2 separate regions of the Sus scrofa genome follow, and region 1 is linked to region 2. Evidence: chromatin contacts called from public HiChIP or PLAC-seq data. All regions are on one chromosome and are shown on one strand. Each heading gives the region's core, a stretch centred on a gene start, on an enhancer-like site or on the middle of the called end of the contact. The rest is flanking DNA. Distances are from core to core; before and after follow the strand shown.

The links. HiChIP or PLAC-seq counts read pairs in DNA pulled down with a chosen protein or histone mark.
Region 1: an H3K27ac HiChIP or PLAC-seq map of alveolar macrophages shows a contact between it and region 2. The contact joins two enhancer-like sites. A contact is called at or near these places in 2 of 47 Hi-C or Micro-C datasets (embryonic fibroblasts and fibroblasts) and 1 of 2 datasets of contacts at active chromatin or transcription factors (alveolar macrophages).

The regions. Positions count from the first base shown.
Region 1 is chr6:153,142,428-153,149,509 of Sscrofa11.1, forward strand. The region is part of intron 4 of FGGY (FGGY carbohydrate kinase domain-containing protein); the gene reads right to left. Among named protein-coding and RNA genes, the nearest start is that of FGGY, 67 kb to the right of the region's middle. Within about 2 kb of position 3,199, at least 31 of the 83 cell types and tissues checked have an H3K27ac peak or open chromatin away from gene starts, as enhancers often do. A contact at or near this core is called in alveolar macrophages, where this site is marked.
Region 2 is chr6:152,775,273-152,781,871 of Sscrofa11.1, forward strand. All of the region lies in intron 14 of FGGY (FGGY carbohydrate kinase domain-containing protein), which reads right to left. Among named protein-coding and RNA genes, the nearest start is that of HOOK1, 69 kb to the left of the region's middle. Within about 2 kb of position 2,104, at least 1 of the 83 cell types and tissues checked has an H3K27ac peak or open chromatin away from gene starts, as enhancers often do. A contact at or near this core is called in alveolar macrophages, where this site is marked.

The DNA.
Region 1 (7,082 bases), core at 1,949-4,448, 370 kb after region 2:
CCCTGGGAAGATCTTCCAGGGTCTCCTACTCAGGTGAGGTCTGGCTATTATACAATCCATATCACTCCGCAAGTATCTGCCTCATGTCTTTCTCTCCTGCTAGACTGTAAGCTCTATGAGGTCAAGGACTTTGTCAGTTTCATGCACCACGATATTCCATGACTATCTCCCATCCTCCCCCACTCAGGACTGTACCCCTAGCTGTGGGGTAGAAATGGCACGACTCCAGTCCCCTTACACACTTAACTGGACGAGGAGTGAACATCTGCCCTAATTGAGCCACTCAGATTCCTTCTCCCAGGAATTTAGAATCAGGATCCAAATGGAGTCATTTAACTTCAGCCTATGAGTGGACTTAGGGTGACAAAAACTTGGAAACTGTGAAGTGACCATTTTTTGCCAGAGACCTGGTGAAGCAGAACTTCATAAAGAGAAGAGGAATGCAGACAGATGCCTTCTCCAGGCAACTCTCCATGTCCTGATTTCTTTTTGTTTTGTTTTGTTTTGTTTTGGGGCCACACCCACGGCATATGCAAGTTCCCAGGCTAGGGATCAAATCCGAGCTACAGCTGCCGGCTGTGCCACAGCCACAGAAATGCCAGATCCAAGCCTCATCTATAACATACACCACAGCTCACGGCAACACCAGATCCTTAACCCACTAAGCAAGGCCAGGGATCAAACCAGTATCCCCATGGATACTAGTCAGGTTTATTACTGCTGAGCTACAAGGGGAACTCCTCCATGACCCGATTTCAATTATGCCCTCCCCAAGAGGCTGGAACAACAAGGAATGTATCATAAGAACAAGGGTAACTTTGGGAACCTAAAGGCAACAAGGCAGAAGTTTCAAAAGAGACATAGTTCAGTATCTGCTAGTGGGTGGCACATAGCAGGCACTCAATAAATATGTGTTGGACAACTGGACAAACTGCTCAGTTTTACCTTCCAACCTCCCCCGTATGAGGGGTGCTTCAGAGGTGACAAAGGGTTTCCACATGTCTTACCTCCTTAGAACAATACAAAAGTTATTACATCAATTTTACAGATGTACTACTGGCCTTTATCTACATTTGCCCTCCAGTTCTATGAGTTCTTCCTATTTTCCCCTTTCCTATCACTGCTATCTGAACACAGACACCTACGTACATCAAAGAAGCTGAGTATTAACCCAGAAGCAGGGTCCCATTGAAACAAGAGTAACATCAAAAGGGGTTAGACGGAAAAGACAGTGTTAAGCCCATTCTCTGTCACTGTTGTTATTTGTTTTAAATTCCTAAGCATTTGGGTGAGACCTTACATCTAGAAAGGGCTAAACTTTCCTTTGAACACTTGTACATCTTAAGGTTGGACAAAGCAGCACTTAACGTTGACTACAGATGCCTGACACAGCTCTGAACTAGCAGTATCTCCATACACAAATAGGTCCCAATCAGCAAATGGCAGCCTTTGAAACTATGAGTCAAACAACTAGTATGTCTTCTGGGTAGTCCCCCAAATCGCTTTCCATGTGCTTTGTGGTTTCGGTGATCAGTTCTCAGGGAGAAAAGCCTCATTCTAAAGACTCCAGAAATCCAAGGCCAATGAGAAATAAACCACGAAACCAATGCAGCAACAACCAGTGCCTCCAGCCAAGGCCAAGCTGTCCTCCTCAACTCCGAAAACAACTGCTTCTGTTAGATCTTGTGTACGGCCACTAAAGACCCTGCAGAATGAGAGCTTTCAGCCTGGAGCCTTGCGGACAGCCGCTGCCGCGGACAATGGAACCCGGGCAGAATATCTCGAAGAGAACTGCAGGCCTCCTGCCAGAAAGAGACACGCTGGGGGCAGGAGGTGCAAGGCAGCCAGGCAGCGTCATCTTTTCTTGAGACAACGCTGGCTTCACTGAGCCGAGGCGCGACCTCCCCACAGGATGAGAAACTTGCGAGGAGTGTTTCCCTAAAAGGATGCACAGGGTCTCTGGGGAGAAGACAGCAGCAGTGTGTACCCTCTGCCTTCCCCACAAAAGCAAAGTCTGAAGCTTGGCCAGCAGAGGGAAGTGGGGGAAGAGTCTGCCTGGACGAGTGGGACTTTTTCCAGGAGCCTGACCCCTTACTTGGAGATGCTGACACTACCTACGAGGTTCCCATGCTGTTCTGAAGTTGAGCTCCATGATTCACAAGTGCTTAGTCATCACATGCTAGATTGGCAAAGGGCCTATGAGCCCCCGTGGATGGATTTTTAATCCAGGGCCATGGGAAAATCTCTCCATCTCTCCCTCGCCCCAGAGAGGACAACCACAGCCAAGGGTCTCGATGTTACTGAATTAATCTACCCTTGGAACCACTGGGCTTGCATCAGACACGGTGATTCTCTTCGTAGGTCCTTCCACAGCTTACAAGAGTGCCCCCGCACACCTCCTCTCCTTGGATTCTCAGGGCGGCGGTGGGGGACAGGTGCCTACAAAGGATGTAGAAACTTAGGTTTGAACGACAAGGTCATAGCCCAGGGCTTCCTGCTCTAAGGTGACAGTTCCTTTGCCCAGGCCACAGTCACCACCCGAAGGCTCCCAGATCTAGCAGAGCTGTGGGTTTTGGCCTTTTGGAAGCATCGTGATGGAAGCTTTTACCATTCTTTACAGAGAGAAAAACAAAAAACCAAAACAAAACAAAGAAAAGCCCTCCCCAACATATTTTTAATTTTTTTTTTCCTAATATTAGAGCTCTCACTTTCAATCCGGGGCAACTCACTTAAATTCTAAGACCTTGATAACAACCTCCGGGCACAAATGGTGCACAGGTTACAGGAAACACAGAGCATGTCCCCAGCGCATGCCAATGTCAGGCACACCTCACTGTGTAAGCACTGAATCGGATTCAAATGAGGAGCAGAGCTCTCTGTGCTGAAGGAGCAAAGTCTATGTCCCAGTTACCAAGCAACTAACAAAAACTAGTCTTTTCAAGAAAGAAGAAAGAAAAAAAAAAAGAGAGAGGGAGAGAAATCAGCAGTGATTGGGGTGTGTGACTTGGCAATAGAGGCTCCCGCATTCCAATAACAATCCTTTGAGCTAAGCGATCCCTCAGGCTTGAAAGCAACCAAAGAGAACAACTCTTTTTTTATAAAATCATCTATTACTTCATAAAACCACAGCCTTTCTTGGGAGGTGGCTACCACTCAAAACACACACAGCTGCAGGGCTCAGCAGAGGGCGGAGATGGAGTAATAGATCCAAGATTCAGGGCCAGGCAGCAGCCAGCCCACCAGGCTGGGGCACAGAGCTGGAACCCTCTTCCATGCCTTCTCACTGTCCTGTCCAGGGAGGGGGTGAGGTCTCCGCTGGCTTCCAGATCCCAAGGGAACCTGGAGGGGGGTGTTGGGGTGAGGAGTGGAAGATGAAGCAGACACTGCAAAGTATGTTGGGAGACGCCAGGCTCTAGGAACAGCATGAGAAAGAAGGGGCTGGCCAATTAAAAAAGGCTCATCTAAGTGTTTTGCTATGACTTGCAAAGGGAAGCTATTGGGCTCCCTGCTGTGTGCAGTGAATGAAACTCTCCTCCCACTAAGTGATCCTGCCAGAACATCCCAAATACTCACGATGTTGTTTTCCAGCACAACTACCCAACAAAAAGCAAAACTTGATCCTCACGCCACCCAGGACTGTGAATCAGGGCACAGGCTGATAACCCGGAGAGGAAAGATGTTTCAGGAAGAAACTCAATCCTTAAGCTCACTCTTTGGGGAAAAGAAAAAAAAAAATGCTGAAAAACATGTTCATAATCCCCAACCCGAAAATTCCCAGAATGAATGAAACAATTGTGTTTCAAACTCTCATACACAGAGAAAGAGACCAAACGCTGGAGATACTTCAGTCAGACAGATATGCTGAGAGCTTTGTGCTACCAGAGGCATCGCACAAAGGTGACATCTCTTTGCTTAAAGTGGTCCTGCAGTTCTTCGTGGCCCAGAATCACATTTTATCTGCTTGACATGGCTCACAGGACACTTGACAACCTAGCTCCAACTTGGCCACGACTTTTATGAATTCTTCTGGGCTCACTGCCCCCTCTCTTAGCCACTCCCCACCCTGATCTCACCTCATTTCATTCCCTTCCCCAAACACACTGTACTTCTTCATATTTTCCTGCCCCTGTTGAGGTCTCTACTGAGACTGTTTTCCCATCTTCTCTCATGATCAAACATCTACCTTTGATTCAAATGCAGCTCAAATGTCACCCTTACCCCCCATCTCTTGCTGTGTCCTAGCTATATATTCACACACTTAAATCCATCTCAAAAAGACAAATTCCTGTAGGGCAAAAGCCAGCTAACGCGTGGGGAAAAAAAAAAAGTTTCAGGAGGTACAAAGAAATTTAAAGTCAGACACTTCTATGATGAAATTACAACAACGCTGGAGAAAGACGTGTGCAAAGGAAACGGTAATTAATAAGATGATGTATGACAATAATGTAATGAGCCTGATAGCAAGGTTTGGTGAGTCAGCCTCATAACTTTATCATAATATTTTGTGTGTGTGGCCATATATCTGCCTCTAATGAGTAATCACAGAGTTCAGAAGAGGAAGGGGCTTTGAGGCCAGGGTGACTAAAAAAGACTTCATGGGGGGAGAGATTTGAGCTGAAGTCTAAAGGTCCAGCAGAATAAATGCTTATGCTACTGCTGAGAACAACTTCCAAGAAACACAACTCTGAAATGCTAAGGTAGATCACCCCCCTGAGAGGAGGACTGAACTTCACAGAATTTATTTGCAAAAAGAAATAATTCCATTTTGTGTGTGTGTGTGTGTGTGTGTGTGTGTGTGTGTTTCCCCATTTCTGGCTGCCCCGTGGCATATGGAGCTCCCGGGCCGTGGATCAGATCCAAGCCACAGTCACAACCTAAGCAGCAGATGTGGCAATGCTGGATCCTTAACCCACTGTGCTGGACTGGGGATCAAACCCGAATCTCAGCGTTCCGAAGACGCCGCTGATCTCCGTGCAACACAGTGGGAGCTCCCCACTGTACATTAAATTATTTAATTTTCAAGAACTGGATACATATGTGCATCTTCCTCCCTCCAGCTCCCCTAAAGCCCTACCGTTGTACAGAAAGGTCAATTTATAATCCACACTGCAGCTGATTTCCCAACCGTAAAAATGTTATCATTTGTATGAAAACTGATCCTATTCTCCAAAGCAGGCTTTGTCCAGGAATGTGATACCATGACATGCATTAGGAAAACAAGGCTTTGGTATGTGGGCTCTAAGAACTCTGGAGTCAGGCAGACCTGAGTCTGATTATTGTCCTCATCAATTCCCAGCTGTGTAGCTTTAGGCAAGTTAATTTCTCTAAGCCCCTGTTTCCTCAAATGCCACGTTACTAGCATCAACCTCAAAGGATGTTGTGAGGGTTAAATGAAATAAGGTGGAGTGTCTGATAAGTCAACGCGGCTCACTCTAATTATTGCTGCAGAGCTTCATGTGTTTCAAAGTGCTCTGACATGCATGATCTCATCTGATCTGTATAATTCTTCAAGGCGAGGAAGGCAAGAAGTTATAAACCTCACCTTGCAGATGAAGAAACTAAAACCCATAAAGGGATAACAACTGTTCCAAGGATACTCATCAAATAAATGGAAAGACAGACTAACATGTAGATTTCTTATGCCCAGCCCAGTACTAGTTGAGGGCTCCACATCCCTAAAGTACAGTAAAATAGAGGAGGAGGAATGGAGAAGGATGCTATGGTGAGTTAGAAAACACAGTTACTAGAAGGTGGAATTGTCTCTGGAAGGAAGGGTCCTAAGAGAAGAGAAGGCTTGGGAGTGGGTGGGGTCTTACAACAGACACGAGATAAAAGTAGAAGATCTGGACAAACAGAGTGAGGAGGTCTTCTGAACCACCCCCTTCTCCTGGACTCCTCCATGCCCTTCTTCTAATCCTTCCTTTTCTGTCTCCTTTCCAAGCTCCTCTTCCTTAGTTTCCATTTATTTTTTGACTCATTGAATTTTATTACATTTATAGTTGCAAAATGATCACCACAACCAAATTTTATAGCATTTCCATCCCAAAACACCAGCCCATACCCCCAGCCCCCAACCTGTCTCCTTTGGAAACTGTAAGTTTTTCAAAGTCTGTGAGTCAGGATCTGTTCTGCAAAAAAGTTATGTCTGGTTTTTTTTTGGATTCCATATGTAAGTTATAGCATATGATGCTGGTGTCTGTCTAACTTCACTTAGCATAATAATTTATAGGTCCATCATATTGCTGCAAATGCTGGTATTTCGTTCCTTTTAATGTCTGAGTAATATTCCATTGTGCACCACATCTTCTTTATCCACTCCTCTGTCGATGGACATTTAGGTTGTTTCCATGTCTTAGCTACTGTATATACTGCTGCAACGAACAATGGAGTACATCTATCTTTTCCAGTCATGGTTTTCTCTGGACAGATGCCCTGGCATGGGATGGCTGGATCAAATGGTAATTCTATTTTTAGTTTTCTGAGGAATCTCCATACTGTTTTCCAGAGGGGTTGCAACAATTTACATTCCCACCAACAGTGTAATAGGGTTCCCTTTTCTCCACACCCTCTCCAGCATTTATTGTTTGTAGATTTTTTGATGACGGCATTCTGGCCAGTGTAAAGGGACACCTCATAGTAGTTTTGATTTGCATTTCTCTGATAATTAGTCATGTTGAATATGTTCTTTGTGTTTTTTGGCCATCTGTATGTCTTCTTTGGAGAATTACCTGTTTAGGAGTCCTGCCCATTTTTTGATGGGGCTGTTTGTTTTTTTGGTATTGAGCTGTAGGAGGTATTTGTAAATTTTGGAGATTAATCCCTTGTCAGTTGCTTCATTTGCAAATATTTTCTTCCATTCTGTGGGCTGTTTTTTCATTTTGTTTAGGGTTTCCTTTGCTGTGCAGAAACCTTTAATTATGTCCCATTCACTTATTTTTGTTTTTATTGTCATTACTCAAGGAGGTGGATCTGAGAAGACATTGCTGTGGTTTATGTTGGAGAGTGTCTAATGTTTTCCTCTAAGAGTTTTATAGCATCTGGTCTTATATTTAGGTCATTAATCCATTTTGAGTTTATTTTTG
Region 2 (6,599 bases), core at 854-3,353:
TTTGAGCTTCAGTCCAAAGACATGGCCTGACTCCTTAGGGGTTGGGCCTTAGTATGAATAGCTGAACAAGTATTCATTCTACTTACATGAGTTTGACTTGCCTCTTATCGGTTTCCTCAAAGCCAAAAGATCAAGATTCTTGCTAAAAGCATTAGATAGATTATAGACTTCAAAACTGCAAGCTATCACCCATCTAATAATCTATTATTGACTGGAAAAGAAATGGTCCTGCTGATGTTTCTGGTTGAGAACATAAATTACTACAGTGAGCTATAACATAAATAATAACACAACAACAATAATAGTGGCAGCTACCATTTATTGAGCACTTACTACAGCCCAGCACTGTGCTAAACACTTTAGCTACTTTATATCCCCAACTGAAAGGTAAGGAGACATTCAGTTTTGGAATTCTACTCTTAACCACTCACTGTGGAACAAAGGCTTTGACGGTATAGATACTGTGATTCAAAACCCAGCTCTGCCTTTTAACGTGCTGAGTCTCAATGAAAAAGAAAAAGGGGAATATGAATACCAATTTTGTAGATCTGTTGTTATGGAATGAATGATTAAAAGTACAGTTGTGGTTATTATTATCACCACTACTACTATTTACCCATCAAATGAAACAAACCTTATTTTCCCAGAAACATTATTAAAAGTTAGAATTAATATATATCACTTGGGTGTATGTTTCAGGTTGGTGGAGTGGGTAGGCTGGGGAAGGTGGTGGGCGTTACTATTCGAATGGCTCCTCATTATCATTTCCTGATGATTACTCCTCCATCTGCAAGCAATAGCCCTGCTGCTCTGAGGTTGATACCACCCAATGATACAGATACAATCATCCCTCTCTCCTCTGCAGCTCACTGCTGTCATCATCAGCTTCTTGCTGATGGTAAATGAGGCTAAGGCTTAGATCTCAGTCTCCATATCCATCTGGAGGTTTGTCATCATCATGTAAGGCTTCAGCATCTGTTTATAAGATCCATTCAACACTTGAGGTGTGTGGTTTCAAAGTGGTTACAGCATTCCAATAGCCACCTTCTGACCTCAACTGCCCATTAATCCAGTTCTCCACTTTGCCCCATGATTCCCACCAAATGTCCTCTTCACCTGCTGGTAATTTCCAGAATCTCAATGACGTCCTTTTCTTCTAATCGATATATTTCTTCTGACTCTAATTTCTTCTTTATATAGAAGAAGGGCCCCATCTATTAAACCAAACACATTGATGAACAGGAATCACCTCTACTACTCCTTTAGTTGCCAAAGTCAATCGGTCGCTCTAATCCACAAAGTTCTTTAGCCAGGATATGCTTCATTTATGACTGCAAGGGAGGAACTTTGTTTAGGATGGAGTGAGCCAATGGGAGATTGCAACTCTAGAAAATGCAACATCCTAAAAGCTCTCAGGAAAGGTACACTTCCTGCTTCAAAGTTAATTTTGTATTGGGTAGATTCCTTGGCCAACAGATCAGGAACCATAATCGGCAGCAAAGAATCAAAATATGACAGCATTAACATAGTAGACAACGACTGTGCTGCAAGGGATACTGGGTGGTCACTAGGGTCAATTTATGTTTAGGCTGGTAAGTAACCAAATTATCTAAGACACAGGCTATCTATCCATCTATCTCTCCCTCCACACGCCTTAAAGCTCTATGTTTAGGATCTCCAAAACATATTAGAAATGGGGCAGAACATTGTAAACCAAGTATAATGGAAAAAATAAAAAATCATTAAAAAAAAAAGAAGTTGGAGGAGTTCCTGTTGTGGCACAGTGGAAATGAATCTGACTAGTAACCATGAGGTTGAGGGTTTGACCCCTGGCCTTGTTCAGTGGGTTAAGGATCCGGCATTGCGGTGAGCTGTGGTGTAGGTTGCAGATGTGGCTCAGATCCCGAGCTGCTGTGGCTGTGGCATAGGCCAGCAGCTGTAGCTCTGATTCGACCCCTAGCCTGGGAACTTCCATATGCCATGGGTGCAGCCCTAAAAAAAGCAAAGAAAAAAAGAAGTGGGGCATAGACACCCTGGTCTAGCCTTTGGGGCCGGCCTTAAACTGGTTGATGGTACAAGGGCCTCTGGCTAAGCCATAATGCATTTCAAATCAACTTTAGAGGAAGAAGGCAAGCAGAGTGGTTCAGTCTAAAACCAGGACTTGGAGAGACCAAGGGTGGCACCAAAGCACCCAAAAGACAAGAAGGGCTGGAAGGAAACTGGGAAGGAGAGAGGGAACCTGAAATAAAGCCTTGTCTAAATTTCTTGTCTGGCCTCTTATCAATTTCTATTAAAGAAGGCCAAGAACTCTGACAGGAAACAGAATGAAGGAATCATTCAACTCTGAATACCAGCTGATGGCTCTGGTCAATGAGGGGAGGAAAGATGGACAATGAGCAGAATGGGGGGCTGGAGGGAATAGACGTAGGAGCCCGTACTTGGAAATGTGGACTTTATTTTTGGGTTGGACTTCCAGGCCTTTTACTTAAAACAAACAAAGAAAACAACAACTATGTCAGCTGTGTTTATAAACACAAGCTTGCTCTGGCTTTCACAAGACATTGGGAATTCAGTCTGCTTCCCTTTGGTTACTAAATTATTGACAAGTACATGCTGTACTGGAAAGAGAAGGGATCTGGAAATCAAGAGGCTCTGGTCCTCTATTCGTCTTCATCTGGGCTCTATAGTTTTGAATGAGTTGCCTCCTTTCTTTGGATCCTAGTTTTCCTGTCTCCAAAATGGGAACTTTGAGCCAGATACTATTTTATTGTTCAGCAAGTAGTTATTGAGTACCTGTCATTGCCAGGTATTGTCCTAGGCACTGGGGATACATCCGTGTTATCAGGTAGCTCTGATCCTTGACCTCATGGAGTTTAGGGTCTAGTAGAAAAACACAGGTGCAATAGAGAGGGTCAGAGAAGACAATACTAGATTGGGGGCTTAACGAAATATCTGAAGGTTCAAAAGGTGTTGGAGAAACAGGTAAATCAAGTTGGTGAAGACGGTCCCAGGCTGAAGGAAGTACGTATTTGCAGGCCCCAAATCAAGATAATATGGTGCATTCATAGAACTAAAACAAGTCCAAGATGGCTGGAGTAGAAAGAGTGAAGAGAAAAAGTGCTAAGAGATAAAGCTACGAACGAAGGCAGGAATCAGATTTTGGGTGGCCTTTGAAAATCATGTTAAAGGTTTCTGACATTATGCCAAAGTCAAGGGGAAGCTATTGGAGAATTTTAAGCCAGAGCTGCCCTATTCAAATTTGTAAGAGATCACTTTGAGTAATGTGTAGGGAATGGATTAGAGAGGAGTAAACGTGGAGGCAGGGAAACCATTCAAGAGGTCCCTGGAGCAGTCTGGGTGAGAATGCTGGCATCCTGGACCATGGCAGTGACTGTGGAATTAAAGCAAAGTGGAAGAATTCAAGAAATATGAGATGTCGTTTAGAAAGAGACCTGGAGAGACTGAGGCGGGAGGACAAGAGAAGATAGGTCAGAACGTCCTTGAAGTTCTGGCAGGAGTGACTAAGCAGATGTGGGGTCATTTACCAATAATGCCATGGCCTAAGCTAGTACTTGTTACTTTCATAGGCAAAGGTGGACATGATGAGTTCAGATCTGCACATGTTTAAATTGAGATGCCTGTGGGCCCTTCAAGTGGAGATGCTATGAAGACAGCTGTAGAGCTGCTGACATATAGATAGAACATGAGTCCTTAGAAGTGGATGGGATGGAAAAAAAAAAAAAAAGAAATGGATGAGAGGGACAAAATCTCATAGAAGACCAACATAAAAGGCGGGGTAGAGGAGAGAGGGGAGCTGGCAAAGGAATCTGGAAAGCAGAATAGTGAGAGGAAGATCAGGAAAGTATGTTGTCAATGGAAAAGTGTTTCAATGAAGGGAGTGATCCAAGTTGCAAAATGCTGCTAAGGGTAAAGCAGGGTAAGGCTTGGACACGGCCTAGGTTAGCATCAGTGACCTCGACTAGCACTAGTGTGGTGGATTTGTGGAAGTGTAAGGCAGGTCATCCTCGGTTAAGGAGGAGGTGGCTGCTGAGAAGATGACAGGATAGCCACCTTTAAAATTTTTTGACTGTGAGAGGCAATAACGGGAAGGTGACAGATCGAAGAAGGGATTGTACTTATAAGAGTTTGTGGTAGCATTTTCCAACAGAAATAATATGAGTTACATAAGTAACTTGAAATTTCCTAGTAGCCACTTAAAACAGTGAAAAGAAACTGATGAACTTAATTTTATTATTTTTTATTTAATTATTATACCCCAAATATAATTTCAACCAGTAATACAAACATTATTAATTAGATATTCCATGTTCTTGTACTCATACTGTCTTTGAAATTTGGGGTATCTTTTATACCTTTCAGTCTGGACGAGCCACACTTCAAGGGCTCAGTAACTACCTCTGATGAGTGACTACAGTATTGGACAGGACACACCCAGAGCAAGTTTAAATGCTGCTGAGAAGGCGTTAGCAGGGAAGGAGAGGTGAAATAGGCAGGGAAGGGACTGAATGGACTGTCAGGGAGGTGAAGAAACTTCTGCCCCTTCTATAGGTGGGGCATCTCTTCCACTATAACAGATGTAAAGGAGAAAAAGGTCTGGATGTAAGCCGTAGTGTATTGATAGATACCCAATAATTGGCTCCACCAAAACAAAACAAAAAAGGACCAATTCCTGTGGTGTAAAGACTTCCACACTGGCTAATTCCAAGCCACTAATGTAATGTCACTGAATGTGGAGCTGGGTAGAGATGCCCATAGTTGGCTCCTGGGAGTGGGTATGAACCAGTCCAGCACAGCGCTGGATAAGAGAAACATAGGAGGTTTGATGGCAGGTGAATTTCTAACAGAGCATAATTTCTTTTTGAGGTAGTTGGTGGTTGAGAGGTCCTATGTCTGAATGTGAGAGGAAAGGTAGGGCTGGGAATTGGGGAGGTTTGATATCATAATTGCAGAAAATGGGAAACTGAGCTGACGTATTCGGCAGGTTCCTACCAGGAAAGAGATGGACACTTCTATTGGAAAAATGAAATAATGCTTAATAAAAGGTTTCTTCAAAGGAAGGTTTAGGAAGAGAAATACGTACCCCAGGTACAGCCCTATGGAGAACAGTATGGATGTTCCTTAAAAAACAGTACAACCACCATGTGATCCAGCAATCCCACTCCTGGGCCTGTATCCAGAGAAAACTATAATTCAAAAGTTTAAACTTTTGAAACTGCAAATTCATTGCAGCAATATTTACAATAGCCAAGACATGGAAGCAACATAAATGTTCACTGACAGAGGAATGGATAAAAAAGATGTGGTAAGTATATGCAATGGAATATTACTCACCTATAAAAAAGAATGAAATGATGCCATTTGCAGCAGCATGGATAGACCTAGAAATTATCATGCTAACTGAAGTTAATCAGACAGGGAAAATATCAGACAAATATCAGAAATCTGATGTCAGAAATATCAGACGAATATTAGAAAAAAATCAGACACAAGTATCAGAAAAATAGCAGAAAATATCCAAAAAAAGACAGAAAAATATATGAAATTGCTTATATGTAGAATATTAAAAATGTGATACAAGTGAACTTATATATAAAACAGAAATAGATTCACAGACACAGAAAATAAACTTACAGTTAACAAAGGGGAAAGATAGAGAGGGATAAATTAGGAGTTTTGAATTAACATACACACATCGCCATATATAAAATAGATAACCAATAAAGACTTATTGTATAGACTAGAGAACTATACTCGATATTTTATAATAACCTATAAGGGAAAAGAAAAAAATATATATATACACACATATATATATCTGAATCACTTTGCTATACACCTGAAACTAACACTGCATTGTAAATCAACTATATTTCAGTAAAAAATAAATTAGAAAATAAAGCCATGAAAAAAAGAAATAAGTAGCCCACGACTAGCAAGAGTGAGGAACCGTTACTACCTCCTGGGCTGAAGGAGCAAGGGGAGGGAGTGGTTCCCTTCATCCAGTGAAAAAGTTGTAGGGAGAGGACCTTGTGCAGGAACTGTGGTCTATGCTATAGATACATGGATCAGCAAAACTGTGGCAATTGAGCAAGGAGAGAGCTGGGAAAATAAGAGCTTCATCTGCCCCCCCAGCCTCCTCTGGTGTCTATCCGGCAAAAGAAACCAGAGGGTGAGGGGAGCTGTCCAGGGATCACCAATACATGTTTGAAGCCTGCCTTACTGTTGTATGATGTTTTCTTATAGGGTTTAGTGGCTTTTAGGCAGGCATAAGTAAGGCAGAAAGCTGGATTCATCCTGGATGGGGATTTGGTAAAAGACGAACAATGGGGGAAAAATGAGAAAATTAAATGGCCACATGGAGATTGGCCATGTGGAAAGAGAGAAGAGGGGTAGGAGGAAAATACAGAAGTTTCACAACAGCCTTGCAAATTACATGTTAACCCTGTTTCAGAGACAAGGAAACTGGAACTACAGCAGAATGTGGCTTGCCCAAGAAGCAAGGTTAGCTAGTAGAGGAGTTAGGAGATAGGTCTGCCTAGCTCTAGTTCAGGAGCAGTTTCCTGCCCAGCTGTTCCACC